2 separate regions of the Mus musculus genome follow, and region 2 is linked to region 1. A link is a contact called in public HiChIP or PLAC-seq data. All regions are on one chromosome and are shown on one strand. The core of a region is the stretch at or near the end of the contact, and the rest is flanking DNA. Distances in the headings are between cores, read along the strand shown. Region 1 overlaps Cdyl2 (chromodomain protein, Y chromosome-like 2). Region 2 has its middle 15 kb from the start of Cmip.

Region 1 (3,384 bases), core at 323-2,822:
CACACTTATCAGTGGCTGCCTGGAGCTGGGGGACCTGGTGGGGCTATGCTGCTGGGAGAGGTTCGTGATGGCTCTTTTTGATGACGGAAAATGTCCTAAAATGGCCGTGGCTATGGCTGCTTACATTTAATAAGACGGGTTTTGTTTGTTTGTTTGTTTGTTTAAGTGACTGGTCAGAAAATGTCAGTGGAGAACGGTGCTTGCTAACTAAGCCTAGTGACGTGAGTCTGACTCCCGGGACCCTCATGCCTTTTGCTCAGACTTCCACACTGGTACCATGGAACACGTCCCACTCCCCCAAAACACACAAATAAACATAAGACAAATAAATACTTCAAAAAGGAAAAAAAAATCCACATTGGCTTATGTTGAGGTTAGGCCAGGATTTTCCTCCCAGCCCCATGCTCCCAGAAATAAGACTCAGACTCACAATATATTTACAGACACCCTGGCCATAGAGCTAGGCTCTTCCCTGAATTGATATAACTTAAAATAACCCATTTATTCTGACCTGCATTCTGCTACGTGATTAGTTACCTGTGTTCAGGTACTGGGCATCTGTCTTGTCCCATCTCCCCAGGAAGGAAATCTCCTCGCCTGCCTCTATCCCAGAATTCTTTCTCCTCCCGGATATCCCACCTTCTACCTCCTGGCTAAGCCATAGGTCAGCTAGGCTTTTAATTGACAGGTGGATGTATCCATACAACACACAAGATAGTCTCTCTATTTAATTCCCCTTTGAATGGGAAATTATGTTGAATGTTTTGGTCCAGTGATTGTAGGTATGCGAATAATAAAAATAACAGTAATGTTTATTCAAAAGTTAAAGTTGGCAGGCTGGGAAAATAGCTTTGTTGTTTTTTGGTTTTTTTTTTGTTTGTTTGTTTGTTTGGTTGGTTGGTTTTTGTTTTTTTATGTGGTTGTTAAGCAAGTACCCCCAGGTGATCAGAGCATTTTCCTCAAAGCAACAAATGAAATTTGAATGTGCATAGTGAATGTGCATATCCGGGGCGTTACTCCGCTTCCAAAGAGAGGAAGTACTGATACTTGTGGCGTGAATGAACCCTGAGGACGGTGTCCTGAGGGAAGAAAGCCAGTTTCCAGACTCCTACAGGATTCTACTTCCATGAACTGTCTGGAGTAGTGACATTCTTAGACAGAGACTAGAACAATCACTTCCAGGGGCTGAGGCAGGAGAATGGGGCATGATTTTCATTGACAGTCTCAACTTTGCATGAAAAGAGCTACCTGGATGGGCCACAGGTGAGAGCTATCCGTCACCGTGAACGTTCTTCCTGCCTCTAGCTCTGCTCTTAAAATTGCTTAAGATGACAAATTGCAGTGAACTTGATCACAATTAAAATAGACAGACTGGAAGGATCCAAAGGCTTGAAGGGAGAGAAGGGAAATGATTTCACAGGGAAAAAAAACGGAGAGCAAGAGCCAGAGTCCCTGCAGGACAGGTACAAGGCATAGCCTGGTGCTAGCAGGCTCGTGGCAGCACTCGGCTCATCACTACCTTCTGGGGTGGGCTGGCCTCACCCACAACCTGCCAGCCACACCGCCACCCACACCAACCCTGAAACAAGCCAGCTCAGAGCTCAGGGGGTGGGAGCAGAGTGACTCACTGAGCCATAGAACTCTGACTTCTGACAGAGAAGAGCCCCACCTCACCCCGGCCCCACACCTGTGACCTCTGTCTATACGGTTACCAGAAATGCAGATTTAGGCTCAGCCATCAGGGCAGGGCAGGGCAGGGCAGGGCAGGGCAGCCCAGGCAGTCAGGGACATAATGGAGACACAGTGACCTTCAGGATCCAAGGATGCAGTTCCCTTCATTGTCAGGTCTCCCATGGGTGGGTTTCTGGGGTAAATGGTGTAGGAGGTAGGGAAGACGTGTGAGGAGAAGGCTCATGAAGTGCTCAGAAAATCTAGGAAAAGGCAAGCAGTGAGAGCTGAGGCTGTCACTCGGTTGGGAGGATGTTGAGCTAGCATTAGGGAAGTCCCAGATTCCAGTCCTAGCACCACCTAAACCTGGTCTGATGGGGCACACCCATAATCCCAGTGTTGGGGAAGTGGAGGCGTAAGATCAGAAGTTCTTGGTTTACCGCCAGCCACTTAATGAATTCAAAGTTGAAGGTCAGTCTGGGACATAAGAAAGGATATCTTTAAAAAAGAAAGGGGGGGGGGGAGGGAGGGAAGGAAGGAGGAGGGAGGGCAAGATAGACTGAACTAGGCAGAAGCAAAGCTCACAAGGATCCTGGCTGACATCCTAAGTTATGGTCCATGGAGGGACAGACACTACCAAGACGTAACAAAGCCGGAGGCTGCACTGGCCCCCTTGTTCCCCACCACAAGCCCATCTCATGGCCCATGGTCCACCAGAGGTCCATCTCCACTGTGTAGCTTTCCCTTCTGCAGGAGTAGAGAGTGGGGAGTCAACATCTAATTGGGGGGACAGAGAGAGGCAAAGGAGAAGCCCTGCCTCCCCATCATGGCTATACCGTTTGTGAAGCCCCACCATCATGACTGGAGGACATTTAATACTGTCTTATAACCTCTAAGCAGGGCAACTGAGAAAAAGGAAATAACTATATCAATTAATGTCTATGAAAGAGTCAAAAATAGGACTTTACTATCCAATTGTACATCTCGTTTATTAAGAGACTAAGAAAGACAGAGATTAAAGAAGCAACTTCAGAAATCTGTCTGGTTACCAAAAAATAACAAAAAAAATAAATAAATAACAACCACAAAAAGAACCTTATCAACAACCAGCAGTAACTGCTTAGAAAATATGGTAGGAAAAATACCCTATTTAGAGAAGCAGCAAAAAATATAAAATGCCTGGAAATGAAATTTAACCAAAGTGGGGAAAAGCAGTGCAGGATTCAACGAAGAAATGTGCAAAACGGCAACATATTTTAAAACGCCATTTATACCAAATGGAGATGATTCTATATTTGTGGACGGGAAGTTCATTACTATAAACATGTTAATTTTCTCAAACTCAACTTCAAACTTCGAGCGATTATTAATCAAACTCCCATCTGGAATTTTTTAAACTTCACAAATTTATTTTAAGTAAATAAGAAGCAGAAATAGCCCAGGGGAAATATGTTTAAAAAAAAACTGAATTTAGACTTGTAGTAATATTTATTACAGAAAACTACCATAAAAAGTAGCTCTACTGTAAGCACAAAGAGAAACTGGAATTGTATAAAAAGCACAAAGACATACCTATAGATATATAGTGTATGCCTTGCAGTAAGCAAATATATATACCCCTACACACACAAACACACACACACACACACACAAACACACACACACACACACACATATATAATTTTAAATTCTATATTCATTAAAGTGTATGGAAAC
Region 2 (3,384 bases), core at 459-2,958, 570 kb after region 1:
CTACCATATGACTTTCTGGTCCAGACCCTAGCTATCTGTCAGGCACTACTGCTGTTTAAATTTATAAGGTCACTATTGCCCAAGCTGAGTGTAATTTATTAGTCCACTGTGAGCTGTTCAGGTTCGATGCCTTTAAAATTGTCCTGTGAACCTAGCAGTGTTGGCACACGCCTTTAAGCCTAGCACTTGGGAGGCAAAGACAGGCAGATCTCTGAGTTCGAAGCCAGCCTCATCTACAGAGTGAGTTCCAGGACAGCCAGGGCTACAGAGAGAAACCCTGTCTCAGAAAAGGCATACACAAACAAACTGACCCGTGAAACCAGAGCATGGTGAAGACTACAGTCAGTGGCTGTCCATCGGGATAAACCCTTCTAAAGATTTATTTATTTATTTATTTTATGTATGTAAGTACACTGTGCCTGTGCAGATGGTTGTGAGCCTTCATGTGGTTGTTGGGAATTGATTTAGGACCTCTGCTTGCTCCGGTCAACCCCACTTGCTCAGTCCCTGCTCGCTCCGGCCCAAAGATTTATTTATTATTATACATAAGTACACTGTAGCTGACTTCAGATGTGCCAGAAGAGGGTGTCAGATCTCATTACAGGTGGTTGGCCTTCGGAAGAGAAGTCAGTCTCACCCACTGAGCCGTCTTGACAGCCCTGGATAAACCCTTCTAGTACTGATGGAGAAATTGAGTCACCTTCTTCCTCATGAGTCTAGGAAGTCATGAGTATGTCCAGTGAGTGTTCTACAATGAGGCTGAGGAGAGTAAGGAAGACTTGGTCTATGCAGAGAACATCCAGGAGCAAGGTCCCTCAGCCTGGGAAATAGCTCAGGGGATTGGGCTCTGCTTCCCATTGAACCGTGCCCATCCCTAGAAGACATAACCCCCAGCACCTCTGAATTTGACCTTATTTGGAAGTGGGTTGCTGTAGATGTCATAAGTCAAGATGAAGTCATGCTGGGTGGGGAAGCATCTTTATAAAAAGGGGAAGCCGGGACACAAGACACCCAGGGAGGATGCCTTGACTGTGGAGGCAGAGATGGGGTGAGGTGTCTGTGTGTGTACCAGCCAAGTCACGCCAAGCATTGGCAGATTGGCAGCAGAGGCCTCTTCCAGGGAAGGAATTATGCCAGGCACCTTGATGTCAAGCTTGTAGTCTCTGTAACAAGGGGTTTCTGTGGTGTAGGGTACCCTCACATCTGAGTGCAAAGTCCTCTGTTAGGGGAACAATGAGAAGCTCTAGGGGCAGGGGGTGGCCAGGAGGAGGCTGGGGGAGGGGGGCAGAGACTTGGCCTTCTTTGAGCCAAGTGACCTAAGTCTCAGGGGTCTGAATGGGTGGATGAGCAGGTGTATCCAGTTTCTTACCCGGATGCTTGGATGTGGGGACCAGCTTTGTCGGGGTAGGGGGATGGGGGTGGGGGTGGGGGGACGGTGGGGAAGCAGACCTGACTGTCCAAAGCAAGCGGCCAGCCCAGACTTGAAGAGAGTGAGCAAGGGATAGAGAGAAGATGGGTGTGTGGTCCTGCCCTAGGCAGAATTCTCCCTCAGAGCCTGGAGTTTTGGAATTCTTCTCATTGTATCTATCTCTAAGAATCACATGTGCAGCCCCCACCCCACCCCCTCATATCTCCCCACCTCTCCTCTGATGCGGGATCTCACACACCCCAGGATAACCTTGAACTCCTGACCCTTGTGCTTCTGCCTCCTGAGTGCTGGGATTACAGGCAGGCAAGCAGTGCTGGCTGGGGCTTTGTGCATTCAAGGCTACCAGCTAAGCTACAGCGCTGTGACCTCTTTATTTGTCTCTTGATGCACATTGACCCCAGGTGGTCCCGGTGATCTGAAGCCAAATTATGTGTGGCCAGGCTTCAAGTGAGTAGCCCAGCCTTTTCCTCAATTCCTGGTCTAAATGCAAAAACAAAAACAAAAACAAAAACAAAAACCGCAAGGATGGGCAACAAAATCGAGGGCTTTTATCGAGTGCTTTTTCCATTCTCGGCTGTGAAATGTCAGATCTCAAATTCTTTCACCATCTTCACGATTTAAAAAAAACAAAACAAAACATTTATTTTAATCGTTTTAATTTTTTGAGACAAGGACTCACTGTAGTCCAGGGTGACCTCAATGTCACTATGGAAACCAAGGATGGCCCTGAACTCCTGATCATCCTGTCTCTGCCTCCCAAGTGCTAAAATGACAGATGTTGAAGCCTCCCTCCATGCCCTGTTTATTCTGTGCTAGAGACTGAGCCCCAGACCTCACTTGTGCTGCGCAAGCACTCTCCCAACCAAGCTGCAGCCCAAGTCAGTCCTTTTGATCATTTAAAAAAAAAAATTCATTTCAAGCCTGAAGAGATGTCTCAGCCGTTAAGAGCACACTTTGGCTGCTCTTCCAGAAACCCAGGTTCCATTTCCAGCACCTACAGGAGGGCTCAGAACTGTCTATAATTCGACTTCTAGGTCTTCTGACACCCTCACCCAGATATATGTACAGGCAAAACAGCAATGCACATAAAATAAAAACAAATGATACATTAAAAGAAAATAACTCAGCTGGGCGTGGTGGCGCACGCCATTAATCCCAGCACTTGGGAGGCAGAGGCAGGTGGATTTCTGAGTTCGAGGCCTGCCTGGTCTACAAAGTGAGTTCCAGGATAGCCAGGGCTACAGAGAAACCCTGTCTTGGGGGGGGGTGGGAGGGGGGAAGAAAGAAAGAAAAGAAAAGAAAAGAAAGAAAAAACAAAAACAACAACAAAAAAAGAAAATAACTCTTTAATAAAAGAAAAACAAATTAGAAGTGAAAGACTGGAGTTAAAATAAGACAAGCAGATGTGGTCCTTATGAGAATGGGTCTGAAACCAGTTTGGTCCTATTCAAGCTGTTTAGCCTTTTTTTTTTTGCCTCAGTTTCCTCATCTGTACAATGGTCATACTTTTCATTGAGTTTGTAGGGATTAATTACTTGATTTAATTAATAAGCAAATATATGCAAATCGTTTACAGAACTGCCAGGTACACAGTAAGTACTATGCCAGTCTGAGTTAGTTCTACTAACAACATGGCAAAGGTGGTGGCCTACTTCTGCACTTGAGAGATGGAAGAAGATAGATGTTAAGTTTGCTGCCACCCTGGGGACCCTGTGTACTAGCCACTTTTCCTCTTGCTTCCTGTTGCTGAGACAAAGTAACCAAAGAAGCTTAAGGAGGAGTTTATCATGGCTCACAGTTGGAGAGGACAGCTGGCCAAGGCAGAAGGGTGTGGGGACAGAAGTGTGCAGCCCAGCTCACATTGTATCCATGGCCAGAGACTGGGGTGTGGGGGGATGGACAGGGAGACAGAGACAGAGACAGAGAGAGACAGAGCGATAGAGACAGTAAGAGAG

Evidence for each region. HiChIP or PLAC-seq counts read pairs in DNA pulled down with a chosen protein or histone mark.
Region 2: a contact with region 1 is called in an H3K27ac HiChIP or PLAC-seq map of embryonic stem cells, with 3 times the contacts expected there. The contact joins two enhancer-like sites. A contact is called at or near these places in 2 of 115 datasets of contacts at active chromatin or transcription factors (both in embryonic stem cells).

The regions. Positions count from the first base shown.
Region 1 is chr8:116,672,584-116,675,967 of GRCm38.p6, forward strand. The region is part of intron 1 of Cdyl2 (chromodomain protein, Y chromosome-like 2); the gene reads right to left. Among named protein-coding and RNA genes, the nearest start is that of Cdyl2, 59 kb to the right of the region's middle. Within about 2 kb of position 1,573, at least 40 of the 459 cell types and tissues checked have an H3K27ac peak or open chromatin away from gene starts, as enhancers often do. A contact at or near this core is called in embryonic stem cells, where this site is marked.
Region 2 is chr8:117,240,318-117,243,701 of GRCm38.p6, forward strand. No RefSeq gene overlaps it. Among named protein-coding and RNA genes, the nearest start is that of Cmip, 15 kb to the right of the region's middle. Within about 2 kb of position 1,709, at least 40 of the 459 cell types and tissues checked have an H3K27ac peak or open chromatin away from gene starts, as enhancers often do. A contact at or near this core is called in embryonic stem cells, where this site is marked.